2 separate regions of the Gossypium arboreum genome follow, and region 1 is linked to region 2. Evidence: chromatin contacts called from public Hi-C data. All regions are on one chromosome and are shown on one strand. The core of a region is the stretch at or near the end of the contact, and the rest is flanking DNA. Distances in the headings are between cores, read along the strand shown. Region 1 holds the start of LOC108472111 (EIN3-binding F-box protein 1-like). Region 2 holds the start of LOC108471749 (thylakoid lumenal 16.5 kDa protein, chloroplastic).

Region 1 (5,341 bases), core at 2,792-5,291, 63 kb before region 2:
AAACATCTGATACACTATCATTGTATAATGAAATGTCACAGTTATTAAGTAAAATAAAATGGCAAACTATAGAATTAGTCAACTTACTATGGGTATGTTTCTGTTTTGATTATCAAACTATAAAAATTTTAAATTTGTTATTAACGTTTTAGATCGTTTCTATTTTAGTCACTCTCTATTAAATGATTAACGAAAGTAATGATGTGACTTTTTTTATAAACACATATAATATTATTTCTATGTATTTATATAAACACATATAAACATGGAAAAGGGCCACCTACCCCTCCTAATCTGACTTCCAATCGTGCATCTCTTTCATCTCCAATTCATACCATCCATTCGAGGGGATGGAAATTGAATAAGTTTGCCTCTTTTAATTTTAAGTTCTCTTTTTTAAAGAGCAGAGAGATGTGTTGAAAATAATAAGGGCAAATTAGAGAGAAATTTCAAAAAATTTGTATTTGAAACCTCTAAACTATGTTTAAAACCTAGAAATTTACAGACAAATAGGTTAATCAAAAGTCAAAAGAAACCTATAAATCTTAATAAATTTATATGAAAAAACTCAAAACACAGAACTCAAAAATTCACGAATTTTGTAATTTAATAAACTTCCTTTTTATTGTGCTAATCTCATTCTCAATAGAGAAATCCAATTTTTGTATGAAAAACAAAAAAAACAAATAAAAAAGCTTTATAAGCCTTTTTCAAATCATCACCTTTTGCATTCTTGGCAACTTGAAAAATCTTGTAATAATTTGCACACATTCTAAACAAAAAATTTATTGTCTAATTTGTTTGTAATTTTATTTAGAAAAGATGTAAATTTTCTAAATTTTGATTTTTTAACTTGATCTTTAGATTTATTTTTAATTTTGTAATATTTGAAAAATTAGATACATATATATTTTATAAATTTTAATTTCTTTTATAATTTATTTTAAATTAAATATTTTTATAATATTTATAAAAAATAGACTACGACATTATCAATGCCACGTGTCATAACCTAAGAGTTCATGAGTCCCATATTTATCATTATTATATAAAGGTACCAAAACCCTTGACGGAATGAAAATTCGGGTACCAATTTAAGAAAAAAAATGATAAGTACCAACTTGAGAGAATATGTCAAGTTGAGGGGACTAAATGCATACTTGAGCCTTATAATTATAATCAAATATAAACACATAATTTTATTTATATAAATATATAATTATTATATTTTATACTTTTTCATAATATATAGAGTAAAATATACAAACGGTTACCCAACTATGTTCGTGTTATTATTTAGATTACCTAACTTTAAAAAATTTCAATTTAGGCACTAACGTTTGTATTCATTCATGTTTTGGTCACTCGTAATTAAATTGATAACGAAAATACTGATGTGAGTTTTCTCTAACTGGTATAATAACATATTTAGTCTTTAATACTTACATGTTCTATTAATTTGACCCTAATTCTAAATAAATCAATAAATTTAACCCTTCACGTTTACAAATTCTATCAATTTGGTTACTAGATAGCCTTTAAAAATATCAAATCAAACTAAAAACTTGAATGAGCTTTAATTGAGCAAATGAATTGAGAAAACAGATCAAATATGTTAGTTGACACCATAGGCAAGCAAGCAGACATATTCTCGAGGTTAAAGATCAAATATGATCAACTTTAGGGGCTCAAATAATTCTAGCTCACCAAACCAAGAGATGATGTTATAGTAGGGCGAGAAGCATAGCAATTTGCTGCCCCATAAAGTAAAAAAAAGGCAAAAGAAACTAGTTTGTTGTTTAATAAAGATGTTCCAATTCTGTGAACTAAGAAAACAAAGACGAAGTGTGGTGGTCGTTGAATGATTTAATATTTTAATTCATTCATCAGCAGGGGGTTTTCAGCAAACCATCCCGCATGTCGGCCTAAGCGTCAGTCGATGACGCGCGACTATATATTATATATTATATTTGTTCAAGTGATCAAGACGCCGAAACTCTCTTAAAATGCTTAATCTATAATCCACATTTACAAACAACACTATCAATATTCTAAAAATGAATCTGGTCAAAGGCAGGGCTTGAAACAAAAAGATGCCATGAAATTTCCAAAGAATCCCAAACTTCAAAGGTGCATGAACACGAGTAAACATCACAAAAAATAACAATCACCTGTTAGTTTTGCCATTAGCCAACGACAGCAAAGGTACCAAAAACGACCCAAAAGTTACATCTTTTTCACATCCATCACATTATCAACATTTTCTATCAATTAAAAAATATATAACTACTAATTAGTTTGTATAAGGACAAGTAGTGGCCCGGCCTCTCCCTTTATTGAAAATTAATGTTTTAGACAACCTAAATTTTATAAATTTATGTTTGGACTGAGTGTTCATCTTTGAAAAACTCAAGCCCTCCAAAAGGGAAAACTTTTTGCATGATCTTTCCGTAGAAGATAATACTGGTTGGATATATGCATGCACATTAGAAATTCAGGATTCATGCACATACAATGAATATTTTGAAACTAGTAAGAAAAAGAAAGAAAAGGTAAAACAACAAATTTTATACTCAAAGGATAATAAGATTGCTTGAATTTCAACAGATTCATTTGACCATGTTCTCTTCCATCCCGTCTTACATGTTATTTTAATTTATGTTTTTTTTTTTTTTGGGGGATTTTGATAACCTAACTAGCTAAAAGATAAGTTGATTCATTTGTGAGAACAAATGTGCATGTCAGAATGATACGTGCAAAAAGGGTAAAAACCAAGACTAATCTTTATTCTCTTTATTACTATTAACAAATTAACAACTTAAATAACCACAACAAATTATCTTAAGAATCATTAAATTCTATACCTATAAAAGAGTGTGGCCGTAAATTGTTTGAAATACAATAAGAATACTTAGATGTAATCCCACTTTCCAAGTAGTCACTCAGTAATTCGGCTATGCTATGCTGAAAAATTGGAACAAGAAAACATTAAATTTATATTTATAAACATTAGTTAACGACAACCGAAATTTACAAATTCAATTATTCTCGTTTACGGTACGCCGACATGTGAGATTGATGCAAAGAATTCTTCTTACTCATCAATTACGTTAACCACAAATTCTCCAAATTTATATTTTAATTTATATGATCAAAAACTCTTTGAATTTATTTTAAATTATTGTTTTTAAATATCTTGTATATGTTATTTTTGTTCAATTCAGATATGATAAATGTCGTCAACAATCTCTTAATCTAATGATAAAAATATTATATTGTGAAGTATAAAAATATTACGATTAAACGTGCTTGAATTTATCTAATATTCTTAAATTTTAAAATTTGATCAATGATAAATTTATACATGTCCATAATTGTTATACTTGTAATTATGAATTTTTCCTTGTTAACGCGGTCTTAAATTGCTTTTAATCTTACCATTTTAAATCAAGTATGTATTAAATTATTTCATTAAATAGTACATGTTTGTTGCATTTTATTGTATGCATGAGTCATTAAGGAGTCGATGCACCACAATTGGCGTTGTGAGCTGCAGTTTATCCATCGGCAAAAGAACTTTGTATCTATTTGACCAATCACCTCGCGAGGTAGTTCCACTGTTGAAGCCGGACACTAAGGGCGTTGCTTTCCCTAAGATTGTCAATTATTCCTAAGTTTTAAGGCGGATGCTGTCTTTTGCAAAAGAAAAACAAAATAGTTCCATTAAATTATTTCTTATCTTATACTACATAGACCTTGGGATGTTTTACTTCATAAAATAATAATTATTATATTATAATAAATACAGATTAGTGATCCTAAAACTTAGCTTAAATACCCTCTATTATAGGTTATGATAATACTTCTTCTTTTCAATACAATATCTAAAATTATCTATAGTAATACACTTTAGTACACTCAAACTCAATTTTCTTATATTAATAATAATATTCATATCAATCGAATTAAAATTTAATTAGTATACCTTATTATTTAATTCAATAAAGTTGGCTATATAACCGGTAATGGAGTGTTTGGTTGGACTGAGAAAAGAAAAGAATAAACAAGTTTCTGAAGGTACATTGCATGTAGCAGAAAGCTGTCAGTTAATGTATCTGCAACAAAAACATGAATATTTAAAATAATAACAACATGGAAATTTCCCAACACAACATCTCTCTTCTTTTCTTCAAACCAAATAAATAGAATACTTCTGTTTTGTTTCATGTAATACAAAAAGCCCAGTTCTCGTTTTTCTTCTTTCTTTCCATCTTTTTCCCCCTAATTATTGGGGTTCCTGAGCTCATTGTTTTAAACAAGTTCTGATGCATTCAAGCTTTCAAGGGTTATACTTGGTCTGTTTATTAACGTCTTCCCTTGTTGAGTGTTCCGTTTTGGGATTAGAGGCTTCTCACAAAGGTGCCTTCTTTGAGGTTCAACCATGCCTGCTCTTGTTAATTACAGCGGTAAGCTATTCTTTTTTATTTGTTTTCTTCTTGTTTATAGTGGGTAAAAAGTTAGCTATGAATTTATTAGGTCTATTTATAATTCTGAGATTTGATTAAATTGTTTGAAGTTTATGCTTTATATGGAAACCACTTATTGTAGGTCCACTGGAATTTCAGGTGATGATGATTTTTTTATTAGGAAAAACTCCATAGAGTTGGGCAGATTGTGTTCAATCAGTTCCCAAGCGGATGTGTATTGGCCTCCTCATAAAAGAGTTCGTATTAGTGCCCCATTTCTCTTTCGGGAAACTGATTTTGAGCAGAACAAGCAACCATCAATCAATGACCTTCCCGGTGAATGTATTTTTGAGATCTTCAAGCGACTTCCTAGTGGCAGAGAAAGGAGCTTGTGTGCTTGCGTCTCAAAGAGGTGGCTTAGGCTTCTGAGCAGCATTCGCAAGGGTGAATACAGGTCATCAAATGTCGTCAAGGAGAATATTGATTCGGTTTCTTATGCCATCGAGACAATCTCATCTAATGAAAATGGTGGGTATCTTACAAGGTGCTTGGAAGGGAAGAAAGCAACTGACGTGAGGCTTGCTGCAGTTGCTGTTGGAACCAGTGGTCGTGGTGGACTGGGAAAGCTTTCTATTCGTGGAAGCAACTCTTCTTGCGGAGTAACTAACTTTGGTCTATCTTCCATAGCCCGTGGTTGCCCTTCTCTCAAGTCACTTTCTTTGTGGAACGTCCCTCATGTTGGAGATGTAGGTCTGTATGAGATAGCTAAAGAATGCCATTTGTTGGAGAAGCTTGACCTTTGCCAGTGCCCTGCAGTTTCAAGCAAGGGTCTGATTGCGATTGCAGAGAACTGTCTTAATTTGACCGCTTTAAGA
Region 2 (5,867 bases), core at 55-2,554:
AGTTTAGACTAGGTCCAATTCATCTTAATTTTTTTATAGCAATTCATCTTAAAGTTAAAAACTCTTATTTTTATCATTTTCATTTTTACACAACATTTTTAGTAAAAACAATAAAAATAGTTTTTATTGTTTTTTTTTATTTTCACGTTTTCTTCTATGATTTCTATTTTTCAAAAAAAAATAATTGTTTCATGAGCGTAAATTTCTGTTAATAAATTATAATATTATCGGGCTCTGTTAATGGTCCCCAGTTACGTTTATGGGCTTTTTTTCTGTTCATTCTTATATGGGCAGGACAAGCCATAAAATGGTGACCCACAAATTAAATGGATTAGAAATGAACAATCCATACTATCCAGTGGGCTACAAATATACACTATATTTATACTCTCTAGTAAATGGTAAATTGAAAATTATGTTTTTTCTAATTTTAGAAATAACTCTTAGGAGAAAATTAAAAATTAATTAAAATTTTAAAGAAAAGTACACCCAATTGAACCATAATTGATTAAAAATTTTAATTATCCTCTTCTATTAATAAAAACCAATGGTAATCAATTTTATTATTAATGATCACCGACTTGACCGATGAAATTATAAGAAGTTAATATAAGTCATGCTACGTAGATAAATATGTTGACATGACATGACATGTCACATCACATCAATTTTTTTAAAATATATTAAAATTAAAAGAATACATGAACCTTAAGAAATGAACATCTAAATTTATTTGATTTTAGATGCCCATTTATCTAGATTTGTCATGGACCAACATAAAGTTATAAAACATTATAAAAGTTATAAATAATTATTAAAAATTCTAAAATAATATATATATATATAATGACAAGTGATGAATATGACTTCAACAACTGCAAAATAAGACGATAAATTATTATTTATATATCTAGTGACAATTTTTTTTCTTATTTTAACTGCAACTGGAAATACTTTTTAATTGCAAGTATATTTATTTTATGGTGATTAGATATAATTAATACTTTGTTAAAAATAGGGAAAAAAGTTTTATCATATATATGTGAAAATATGGTAGAAAAAATTTTTAATTAAGAATATTTATGGATCCCAATGTATTTAAATTCCAAAGTTGGCTACACTAGTTTTGTCATGTCATTTTGACTTATCTAGGGCTTTCATTGCATCCCTTCCTTCCGATGACTCTTATCAACAGGTCAGTGCAATCTCAAGTGTTTTGTTCTGCTTGCAGTTCATACCAAAGAAAGGGGTGTCTCCTACGAAACATGAGATCATATTCATTGCTCCCACAGGGGAGGATATTAGTAACAAGAGGCAATTGGAAAAGTACCTTAAAGCGCACCCTGGGGGTCCAGCGGTATCAGAATTTTATTGGGGCACCGGCGAGACCCCAAGGAGATCTGCAAGGATTAGTGAGAAGGTAAAAGCAATGCCAACAACAGAAAGTGAACCTTCAAAAAAACGAGGCAGCGGCTTCGAAGGATAACAAGGTATCCGAGACTGCATCTGGAGGAATTGAGGAGACTAAAGACATTCATATGGGAGAGGCTGAAAAGTCTGAGAAAATGAATGTGGAAGGAGAGGCTGGAAAGGTTGCTGCGAAGGAAAATGAAAATTAGAATAAAGATGAAACAGAAGATGCTAATAGCAAAACTGAACCCACTTCTCAAGAAGTTCAACATGCAGAAGATGCTAATATATCTACTGATATCGAAGAACGTAAGGAAAATGCTAAAGCAGTATCTGAGAAGTCCCAGGATGGATTTCAAGCTGGTGCTTCTGGATTTATTTGCTCCAACGGAAGAAGAAAGGTTGGAGAGTTTGTTGATTGAAGGAAAGGTTAAACAACCAGTGGCTGAAGCTGAAAAAGAGCTTCAATCTTGGGAACAGAAAAGAAAACAAAATGAGGTGGGAGGAGAAGAAAAAGCGAAACAAGAAAGAAGCACCAGTGAATCTGAAGGAGCAATCAAGGAGAAACAATTATCTATTTGTAATGAGGGACAAAACTATTAAGTTGGCAATGAAATTAGTAAGAAAACAGAAGCAGCAATTCAGAACGGTAGTAATGCAGGTGAGGTCAAGCCTTGAGTTTCCATATGCAATAGATTAACACGATGTAGGCGTCTCTTTTACTCCCCCTTGTGACCCTTTTAGATTTTTGGACGCTGCAAACAACTCTAGTTTCATTAGGGATAGTAACTGATTGTTCACTGAAACATCTTTTCTATATAATGGTAGATAGCTGTCTAATGTGGCTGTTTCCTATGTATTGGTCAGAGCTATAGTTTACAGTGATATATGTAATGTCATGGCATCTAATACAGCAAATGGATGTAATATGTGGTGTTAAGTTATAAGTTACAGTAATGGATGAAACTCCTAATGCCCTTCTGGTATGTTGCAATCTGTTGCAGATTCACAAACTGGTTTACTGATAAAACAAGATCCAGGGCAGCTAACTTCAATGATTGCATCACAAATTTGTGGTGCTTTTGAGATTGAGAAATATTACTAACAACCGAAGCTCAAACAAATTGAGCAAAGTTATTACAACTCTTATGAAAGAAACAACTTGTTAACCTCAAGTTTTGGACTAGATGAATTGTCAAAACGAAGAAACAAAAGAAAAAAAGGGTAGTATTTGGTTCCAGTAAAATCTCCAGTGGATGATACATGGAACATTAAATGTGTTTCAAATGGAAGCTAAAAGAAAGAACAAAATGTAGATTCATCATCCTTATCTTCAAAGTCCTTTAAGTTGTCCAACGAGCCCTGTCAAGGTCGTCCATTTCTCAAATGCAGTTGCAGATGTCACAAATGCTACTTTGGATGATTCAACATCATTTTTTGTAACTGCAGAGTAAATGCAAAACAAGAGAAAGCCATTATCATGATCAGATTGTTCGATTTCGATGCTGGAATATTAGGTTTTATTTGAAAGAGTGACCACCTGATGATATCAATGAAGCTAATGAAGAATTGAACGTCTCCACTTGAGTCTTTTCTTCAGGGCTAGAGCTCAGCTGTTAAGAACAACAGTAAAGAAAACCACTCATGACATCTCTAGAACATAAGCCATCAAGAACTGAACTAATATGACATTTATCAGTGACCTTGTTGAAGGCTACATTGGCATTCTTGACCCACTCTGTATCAGTGCTTCCCCCAAGAACTGAACTAGCTGTAGATAGATCATTGTTGTCAATGGCTTGACCTATTTCGCTTAACTTATACACCACATCCTGCAAATACCCTGCAACATTTAATTTCATTGCTCTAATGTCAGCAAACAGCATCGTGGATATGAATATTTACTATTGAATGTGAGAAAATGGCATGGAAAATGTAATAAACATCATCTCCCCCCATTGAAAGCCATCATATATTCATATTGTACTGGTGACATAATAATAAAGCAGATTATCAAATTCAATTTCATTGAGACATAAACAAGGTTTCATAGAACTTCAATCAAACACAGGAAGAACATAGAACTAACTTCAACCAACCTTTCTCTTGACCCGATGAGCTGATTACTCCTTGTCTTTCAAGCCTCTTCTTTCTATCCTTCTTGACTTTCTCCAAGAGCTCTTCATCATCATCGGCCTCTAGAATTGCTGCAATGGCATTGGAGCAACCATTACCAGGAGCCAACACTAAGCTGGTGATGAAGCAAAGGGAGAAGCCTCTTTTAGTTAAAGCTGGAGTTGGTGGTGGTGATTCATTGAATGCTTTGCAAAGGGTTCTTCTTTGGACATTTTGATTGTTGAGGTAAACTAATGCAGTCCCTAATGATGATGATGATGATGACGAACAGGAAGAAGATGTTGAAGGGGAAATAGATGATGGGAAGAAGGAATTAGCAGTTGAGAGAAATGCAGTTGCCATTTTCTTTTTTTAATTTTTTTTCTGGTAAATTTAGTGGGAAAATTAGAGGTATTGGCATTTTCAGAAGATAAGGTTGCTGGATTCTGTTCTGTTATCTGGTCCAGTCATTTTTCAGATGCTTTGGGAGGCTTTCTCTTTTTTGATCACTGATTTAATTTAATAGAAGAAATAAGGTTCAATTCTGCCATTAGTTCTATACTTAACAAAAGTTATGGATTTAATCCCAAACTTTTATTTGCCATTTTTAGTCTCTGTTCTTTCCAAATTTTAAATTTTCTGTCCTTGTCAAACAATAATTATTAAATTCATTAAGTAAAGTTATGTTATTTTCAAAATATGATGCGCTAAATATATTATCTTAAGTGTAATATCATGTCACTTATTATTCTACACATTACTTACTAAAAATTCAATTAATGGGTTAATAAATGTTAATTGTGTTAAGACTAAAATTTGAAATTTTGAAAAGTATATGGACTCAACATGATCTAATTAAAGAATATGAACTAAATTTACAATTGTAGGAATAGTATAAGATTAGTAATTGAATTTAATTGCTACTGTTTGATTCGAACTAAAATTTTAAATTTTAAAAATTGAAAACTAAAATTGATCAAGTAAAAGTACAAAGACAAACTCCACAACTTTCACAAGATATAGAAACTAATAACAAATTTTAACCAAGAAATAAATGTATATTTATCATATCTCTAAAATATTAGTTTTAATGTCATGATGTAATAATATTTGATGAAGTGGAGTTTTAAACTCCACATACGAGTAAAGTGATTGACAAAATCTTACAGCATATAGTAAAATATTAAATATTTAAATATTTAAAAACAAAAGATACATAATAATTTTTAAAATTACTTGTAGAATTAAAAAATACAGTGCTAATATACTAAATACTAACCCTAAATCAATATAAATTATTTGTAAAATTGGTTATATATATAATATTTTAAAAGTAAATATAATAAATAATATTTAAATAATTTAATATAATAATTTTACTTATTTTACTTAGCATATTCTTTTACTTTTTTACTTTTTTTTTATAACTACTTAGGCTTTCTTTGGATTAGATTTTACATATGTTGAGTTGGAATATCGGTGTTTCATTGGAGCCAAAGCTGCCAGTGGAGAAAAAGTTAAGGTCAATTTCTTTATTACCCTTGTTCTTTTTTTTTTTTAAGTTTTATTTGAAGTAAAAGTATTATTAGATATTATTATATAATTTTATATAGCAATCTAGTAAATATATAAATTTATTATCACTAATATATAAGTTTAATTATTATATATAAATAATTTAAATATATTTTATATTTTATTATGAATATAATTTAAAAGTATTTAAATTGTATTGCATATGATTTTAATATTTTAATAATTATTTTATAAAAAATATAATTTTATTTTATGTTATATTATTTAATATAAATATAAATATAAATATAAATATAAATATTTATTTTATTATAAATATATTGTAAATTAATGTCTACAATGGTTATTTTTTATTCTCATCTCACCGTTACAGCTGCGTTTGAATCCAAACACATATCTATCGTTATTTTTAATCTAACCGCTACAGTATCCAATTTCACCACTACAGTAACTAATCTCACCGCCACCGCTATTTTTAACCTTACCAAAGATAAATAAGTGCACCCTGGAGGACAACCTCCTATGCTTGCTCATGTTAGTTTTCTCTATGCAGGTGTCTAAGAAGCGTTTGCCACAAGATACACATAGAGAGAGTTATACTTGGTGCCACCACTTGTCTGTAGCCCTCTCCTTGGACAAAGATCATTCCTTTGCACTACTCCTTGAAGATTATCCCTTGACAACATCCTCCGTCCAAGGCTCTCCCCATAAGCCAAGGTCATTCCTTAACTCCTTTTCTTGAAAGTCACTCGTTCGAAGACTCCCCACGAAGGAAGGACTCATCTAGGTGCATCCACAAGTGGTTG

Evidence for each region. A called contact is a pair of places that touch in the nucleus more often than the background predicts.
Region 1: a Hi-C map of leaf shows a contact between it and region 2, with 2.8 times the contacts expected there. The contact joins the promoter of LOC108472111 here to the enhancer-like site in region 2. A contact is called at or near these places in 2 of 5 Hi-C or Micro-C datasets (both in leaf).

Annotation. Positions count from the first base shown.
Region 1 is chr7:101,395,625-101,400,965 of ASM2569848v2, reverse strand. LOC108472111 (EIN3-binding F-box protein 1-like) reads left to right here and starts at 4,041. Exons shown (of 2, transcript XM_017773629.2): 1 at 4,041-4,466; 2 at 4,626-5,341. The coding sequence starts at 4,442.
Region 2 is chr7:101,329,653-101,335,519 of ASM2569848v2, reverse strand. LOC108471749 (thylakoid lumenal 16.5 kDa protein, chloroplastic) reads right to left here and starts at 4,035. Exons shown (of 4, transcript XM_017773323.2): 1 at 3,510-4,035; 2 at 3,114-3,253; 3 at 2,951-3,023; 4 at 2,457-2,853. The coding sequence starts at 3,888. The coding sequence ends at 2,744. Within about 2 kb of position 1,304, at least 2 of the 2 cell types and tissues checked have an H3K27ac peak or open chromatin away from gene starts, as enhancers often do. A contact at or near this core is called in leaf, where this site is marked.